2 separate regions of the Ovis aries genome follow, and region 2 is linked to region 1. A link is a contact called in public Hi-C data. All regions are on one chromosome and are shown on one strand. Each heading gives the region's core, a stretch centred on a gene start, on an enhancer-like site or on the middle of the called end of the contact. The rest is flanking DNA. Distances are from core to core; before and after follow the strand shown.

Region 1 (3,270 bases), core at 572-3,071:
AAGGACCAAAGCAGTCCATCCTGAAGGAGATTAGCCCTGAATATTCATTGGAAGGACTCATGCTGAAGCTCCTCTTGATGCAAAGAGACGATTCCCTGGGAAAAAGCCTGGGGAATGTTGGAAACGGGGAAATGCTGGGGAAGACTGAGGTAGAAGAAGAAGGGAGCGAACGAGGATGAGATGGTTGGATGCTAGCTGTCAGGGAAATGCAAATCAAAACCAGAGAGATACCAATCCATCCCCATTCAGTTAGGTTTAGTTCAGTCGCTCAGTCGTGTGTGACTCTTTGTGACCCCATGAACTGCAGCACGCCAGGCCTCCCTGTCCATCACCAACTCCCAGAGTCCACCCAAACCCATGTCCATTGAGTCAGTGATGCCATCCAACCATCTCATCCTCTGTCATCCCCTTCTCCTCCTGCCCTCAATCTTTCCCAGCATCAGGGTCTTTTCCAATGAGTCAGCTCTTCGCATCAGGTGGCCAAAGTATTGGAGTTTCAGCTTTAACATCAGTCCTTCCAATGAACACCCAGGACTGATCTCCTTTAGGATGGACTGGTTGGATCTCCTTGCAGTCCAAGGGACTCTCAAGAGTCATCTAGGGTGGCTATTATCAAAAAGAAAGGTTATAACCAGGGTTGATGCAGACGTGGAGGAAACAGAACCCTCATACACTGCTGGCATGAACATAAGATGAAGCAGCCACTTTGGAAAACAATCTCACAGTTCCTCAAAAGGTTAAATACACAGTTAAACGCGATTCAGCAATTATAGTCTTAGGTATACACCCGAGAAAAAGGAAAACATATGTCCACACAATAACTCACACATGAATGTTCATAGCAGCATTACTCACAGCAGCCAAAAAGTGGAAACAACCCAACTGTCCATCAAAGGCAGCAAACAGAGAAAATGTGATATATCCATAGAAGGGACACTCATCTGACAACAAAAACAAAGTACTGACTGACACGTGCTAGAACATGAATGAACACTGAAAACATTCTGCTATGGAAAAAACTGTCACAAAAGACCACTGTGTATGATTCTCCGTATATCAAACGTCCAGAAATAGGCACACCTATGGAGACAGAACACAGAGTAGTGGTCGCCAGGCACTGGGAAAGACAGGGTTTGGAATTAACAGGCAAGGATTAAGAGGTTTCTTTTAGGGATCATGAAAAGGTTCTAAAACTGATCTGCTGATGGCTCTATGAATACACTAAAAGCGCTTGACTTGTATTTTCAAATGGGTGAATTGTACGGTATATTAATCAGAACTCAATAAAGCTTTTCTTAGAAAAAAAAAAAAGAAATGAAAATTTAAACAATAACTATGCTATATGTTTACTGGGTCTCCCTCTGATAATAAACTCTCCTGGAGAGGCGTCTTTGTCCATCTCATAATCCCTCACCTTCCCAAGGGCTGTAAGAGGACCAACACAAAGTTGATTATTAACAACAAACAATCACCTCCTAGAAAAGCTGCTGTTAAGTGAACTTCTGGGGAAAAAAACAGTTTCCAGTCTGACTTTCATGTTTAAGTCAGAGATGCTCTCCTACATTGAATCTCTCTCCTCCCCAGATATGCACTATGAATTTACGAAGAAATTTAAATCTCTACATGCTTCAAAAGTACCTTCTACTCAATGCTTCCATGCAGACCAAAGGAAACCAGACTTAAAGATACTGGTTAAAGATAACAGACTTAAAAATTCACCTTGGGCATTCTGGAAGACTTCCAGTCTCCTAATTCTGGCTTGTGTCTACACATGAGGCTATTATGTTTTACCAGTAGGTGTCGCTGTCTAACTTTGATCTTTAAGTGCAGAACTTCAAATTCACCTAGTTACCAGGAGGTGGCACATTAATTCCCCTTATGCATAGTACGGACTACACAAAAAGAGCAATCTTCTACAGAGGAGAGAAAAAAGGGGTAACTGTACCGTGGAAAAACCTGACAAGCATTACCTCAAAGCAGGTGAACAAGATTAACATCCACAGTGATAAATACTGTTAATGACAGTATGTACCCTTTCATGATGCAATGAGGATTGTACTTAACCTCTGTGCTTTTCCTCCGCAAAACACATCACGCCTGGCTAACTGCGAGCAAAACACCAGACAAATCTCAACCGAGGAACATTCCACAAAAACCCTGACCAGTACTCCTCAAAGCGATCCAGGTCATCCCAAACCAGGAAAGCCTGAGAAACTGTCACGACCAAAACAGCCTGGGACTAAGGAAACTAAATGTAAAGTGGCACTGGTTCGTTATTTGTGACAAACGTGCCATGCTAATAGAAAATGTTTATTAAAATAAGCCAAACTGGCCATGAGGTCTATGAGAACTCACTGCACTGTCTTCTCAAGAATTTGGTAAATCTAAAACTGTTCTAAAATAAAAGTCTATTTTTAAAAAATTCACTAGTCACCAATTTTGCCAAATTAATATCTTTAAGGGATAGTTTCAACTGCTTACAAACTATTGGCTTTTTTTTTTTTTTTCTTTTGGCATGTCTTGAAGTGATCAGAAAAAGGAAAAGCGAAACTTTAGGCTTCAAGAGCAGAGGGAATGGGAGTAGGGGGTGGGGGGTGGAGGGTGAGGCGGGGGTGGAGGTGGGGTTCATTCTCATCACAGCACTAGCAACATGGCCACTTCTGCCCTGAAAATTAAGAAAACTGCTAGAGAGCTCCCAGCATAGCCAGCCTCTTCCAACCATGAGGGGATGACTGGAAGATGCAGCAGGCAGTGCTGAGAAGTTACCCAGCCAAGGTTTTTACTGAAAGATAAAGCCATCACTTTACGGGAAATAGATGGGGAAACAGTGGAAACAGTGTCAGACTTTATTTGGGGGAGGGACTCCAAAATCACTGCAGATGGTGACTGCAGCCATGAAATTAAAAGACGCTTACTCCTTGGAAGAACAGTTATGGCCAACCTAGACAGCATGTTGAAAAGCAGAGACATTACTTTGCCAACAAAGGTCTGTCTAGTCAAGGCTATGGTTTTTCCAGTGGTCATGTATGGATGTGAGAGTTGGACTGTGAAGAAGGCTGAGCGCCGAAGAATTGATGCTTTTGAACTGTGATGTTGGAGAAGACTCTTCAAAGTCCCTTGGACTGCAAGGAGATCCAACCAGTCCATTCTGAAGGAGATCAGCCCTGGGATTTCTTTGGAAGGAATGATGCTAAAGCTGAAACTCCAGTACTTTGGCCACCTCATGCGAAGAGTTGACTCATTGGAAAAGACTCTGATGCTGGGAGGGAT
Region 2 (3,270 bases), core at 370-2,869, 65 kb after region 1:
AATAAAGAGAAATATTTACAAAGAGACATGCACATACCTCCAGTTGCTCAACCCATTGGTTTCATTAGCTTTATAAGTTTCCTTACTCCTAATGCTGTCCCTCCCCTTGCTCCCCCAACTCTACTCTTTGCTTTCACAAAGCTCTTGGGAAGGTTCATCAAGTTCCACTCCCCGGCTATTCTGACTACTCAGTGCTCTCACACTCATTTTACTCACCACCACATGTCCTCCCATCTAAGGGGGAAAGAAAGCTGGGTCTCCTGATTTCATTTAGTACTGGGACAAAGAGGCATTCATTTAGTATTTTACTAGGAGAGAATAAATATCCTGATCACAGGTGTTGAGAACAACTCTAATTTCTGCAATTAGTGACTAAGTCACCACAGCAGCGCTGATACAATCACTGCTGAGTCCTGATCACAGCTGAGATGCCTGTGGGGGGAAGGGAGATGCCGTCCGCCCCTAACCCTTCACTGGACTCTCCCGTCCCTCAAAGCAGCAGGAGGGTCATGCTGCTCTAAGAGAATCAGGAACCTCCCTCTACACAAAGGAGGTCAATGGGCGACCTTTCTTCCCATCAGCCACAAAACCAGCCTCTGCCAAGCCTAAACAGCGTGGGAGACCGTCAGAGGTAAATGGAGCCCCAGACAGAAAACCACAGGGGCACTCTCCTCCCGCAGCCGGCGGGGATCTGAGTCAGGTGACTCTCCTGGGCACACAGCAAACCTAAACAAAGATCAATCCCCACGTGACAAACGGGGGGTAAGAAGCCTCTGGCAGTTAAGACCACGGAAAACCATTAACTCTTTTTTCTTTGCAGTCCCAGCAAACTGGCGGAGCTACAAGTGACTGCATCTGGAGGAACCGGGATCCCATCCCCGGACACAGGCGCCGAGCACTGCACACACGCCTCCAGCCTCAGCGAGCAGGCGGGACCCCTCCCCACCAGCTGTCACTGGCGCTCGAGACCAGCCAAGCCCGGCCAGCCCCTCGACTCTGGCCGCTCCCCCTGCGCGACTGCGACCCCGCGGGGGCGGCAGAGAGGAGACGCTTCTTCCCAAGGCTCTGGGGCTAGGGCACGCCGGCCCCCGGGAAACGGGCGGCAGGGTGGGCGCGGCCCGGTGCCCAGCCGGGCTCTACATGCTTCATCCCCCTCGGGAGCCCAACCAGTCTCCCAACCGCAGCCCCGCGCGTCCCACCTTGTCGCCGAAGCTGCGGGCAGTCAGCAGGTCCGGGCTGGGCGTGCTGTCGCCGCCCACGGCCTCCTCGCTGCTGGAGCCGGCCAGCGGGTGCGGCATGTCGCGCAGAGATTGGGGCCCCGTGGACGGCAGGGCCTTGGGGGGCCCGCCAGACATGGCGCGCTCGGCTCGGGACGCGCCCGCCGCCGCCGCCGCTTCCTTCTACAGCCCGCCTCCGCGGGCTCCCCCAGCGCCCGGGCCGAGGCCGCGCTCGATCGGAGGCCCAGCACCAGCGGGGTCGAGAGCCGCCGCCGCCGCCGCCACCCGCCGGCTGCGTCTGCCCGCGCCGCGCTGGGCTGGGCTGGGCCGGGCTGCTCCGCTCTGAGCCGCGCCGCGCGCCCCCGCTCGGCACCCGAGCCTGCGGCGGGTCCGCTCGCACCTTAGCCCGGGCGCCCGGCCCGCAGCGCCACGCCGCCCAGCCAGCTCGCGGCCCCGCCCCCGCGGCGCCCGGCGGTCCCGGGAGGGGGAGGAGGAGGGGGCGGGGAGAGCGCGGGAGGGGCGGGGAAGGGGAGGCGGTCAGCTCGGTCCCCGCCCGCCGTCCCGCAGGAAGTGCGCCCCCGGCCCTCTGCGGCGGTCGGGCGAGCGTCCAAGCTCGTCTCCCGGAGGCCGGCCCCTTGGGGTCTGCGCGCACACCCCGGAGCTAATGTTTAACGGAAATCAGAGGTGGAAACAGACGTTGGAGGGCCCTGTTCTATTCCAGCCGCGTTTACTGCTGCGCCCAGGGGCAGCCACGCTTGGGACTGGGGCGGGGGCTTTAGGGACACGCACGTGAGTTGGGATTTTCTGGCCTCTCAAACCCGAGATAGAACGACGAAGCAAGAATGGCATAAAAGGTTATGAGGCTCCTTGAGCACAGAGAACATCGGGCGGGGAAACCTACAAGGGAATTCGAGGAGGCATTGTGGATTTCATCAGAGGCACGCTGAGATCCCTATGCCTTCTTGCTTCTGCAGTTCACCGGGTTTATGTAAGGTAGAACCTCAGGAGAGAGAGCATCAGTAAATAGAAAGCGAGTGCTACACTTGATCTATGACTCTTAAACGCACACCTTGACCGAACTGCCGTTTGAAAGCATCGTGAGGTTCCCTGTCGTTGGTTTTCATGCTTCTGTGCTTCCTTTCCAGGCTTTTGGCTGGGCTGGACTCTGACCTTCGTTATCCGGATGGAGATAGTCAAGGCGTTACTTGGCTATTTGAAGATGGAAGTTCACCTTCTTTCTCCACTTTACCTGGCTTCACCGCTTCTGTGTTCAGGGCCAAGTCAGTAGAGGTCATCAGCCCATGTTAGGAGAGATTGATACTACAGTAACAGGGAGGGATGCCCTTATAAGGGACCGCATTTCCTGATCTATTTCCCAAACCCTTTAGGTCTATCCAGTTTCACCTGACTAATCTTTTTTTTTTTTTTGGCTCCCCTGGGTCTTAGTTGCAGTGGGTGGGGATCTTTCGTTGCCTTCTATGGAATCCAGTTCCCTGAGCAGGAATCAAACCCAGCCCCCCTGCGTTAGGAGCACAGTCTTAGCCACTGGACCACCAGGGAAGTCCCATCACCTAACTAGTCTTGAAGCTGGGATTCACTGTGGTCTCCATCACGTTTTTGTTTTTGTTTTTTTCAAACAAACAAATGATACTTTAGCAGGAGGAGAATGCCAAGAGCTAAAGCTGACCCAAAACATCTCCCAGGGATTCACTGAGACCTTTCCTTATTTCCCCTGGTCTAAATCATCTGACCTTAGTCCTCAAGTTATCATCTGTTCCCTTCCCCCCACCCCCAACGCGGATCTGCTTTGGTGGAGGAGAACAGGGCTCAGAGGATACTGGGAACAATTTTAAATACTAAATCTACCTCACAGGAATGCCAGTGTCCAGCCATCTTGGAGTTGTATAAAATTAATACTTTTATATTCAAGGGATACTTACAACTATGACAGACCCTGTTGTCTGTTCTTTCAATTAAAGCAAATAGCATGAATATAACTAGACATGAGAGTTCTACAGATGTACAACAGATATATATATTTTTTTTATTGAAT

Evidence for each region. Hi-C and Micro-C count contacts between places; a contact is called where the count stands out from the background.
Region 2: a Hi-C map of hypothalamus shows a contact between it and region 1, with 4 times the contacts expected there. The contact joins the promoter of SNX30 here to the enhancer-like site in region 1. A contact is called at or near these places in 15 of 16 Hi-C or Micro-C datasets (blood, hypothalamus, liver and 6 more).

The regions. Positions count from the first base shown.
Region 1 is chr2:10,878,295-10,881,564 of ARS-UI_Ramb_v3.0, forward strand. All of the region lies in intron 2 of SNX30 (sorting nexin family member 30), which reads right to left. Among named protein-coding and RNA genes, the nearest start is that of SLC46A2, 60 kb to the left of the region's middle. Within about 2 kb of position 1,822, at least 10 of the 54 cell types and tissues checked have an H3K27ac peak or open chromatin away from gene starts, as enhancers often do. A contact at or near this core is called in hypothalamus, where this site is marked.
Region 2 is chr2:10,943,002-10,946,271 of ARS-UI_Ramb_v3.0, forward strand. SNX30 (sorting nexin family member 30) reads right to left here and starts at 1,620. Exons shown (of 8, transcript XM_042242884.2): 1 at 1,200-1,620. The coding sequence starts at 1,355. LOC121818588 (a long non-coding RNA gene) reads left to right here and starts at 1,781. Exons shown (of 3, transcript XR_009599113.1): 1 at 1,781-2,497.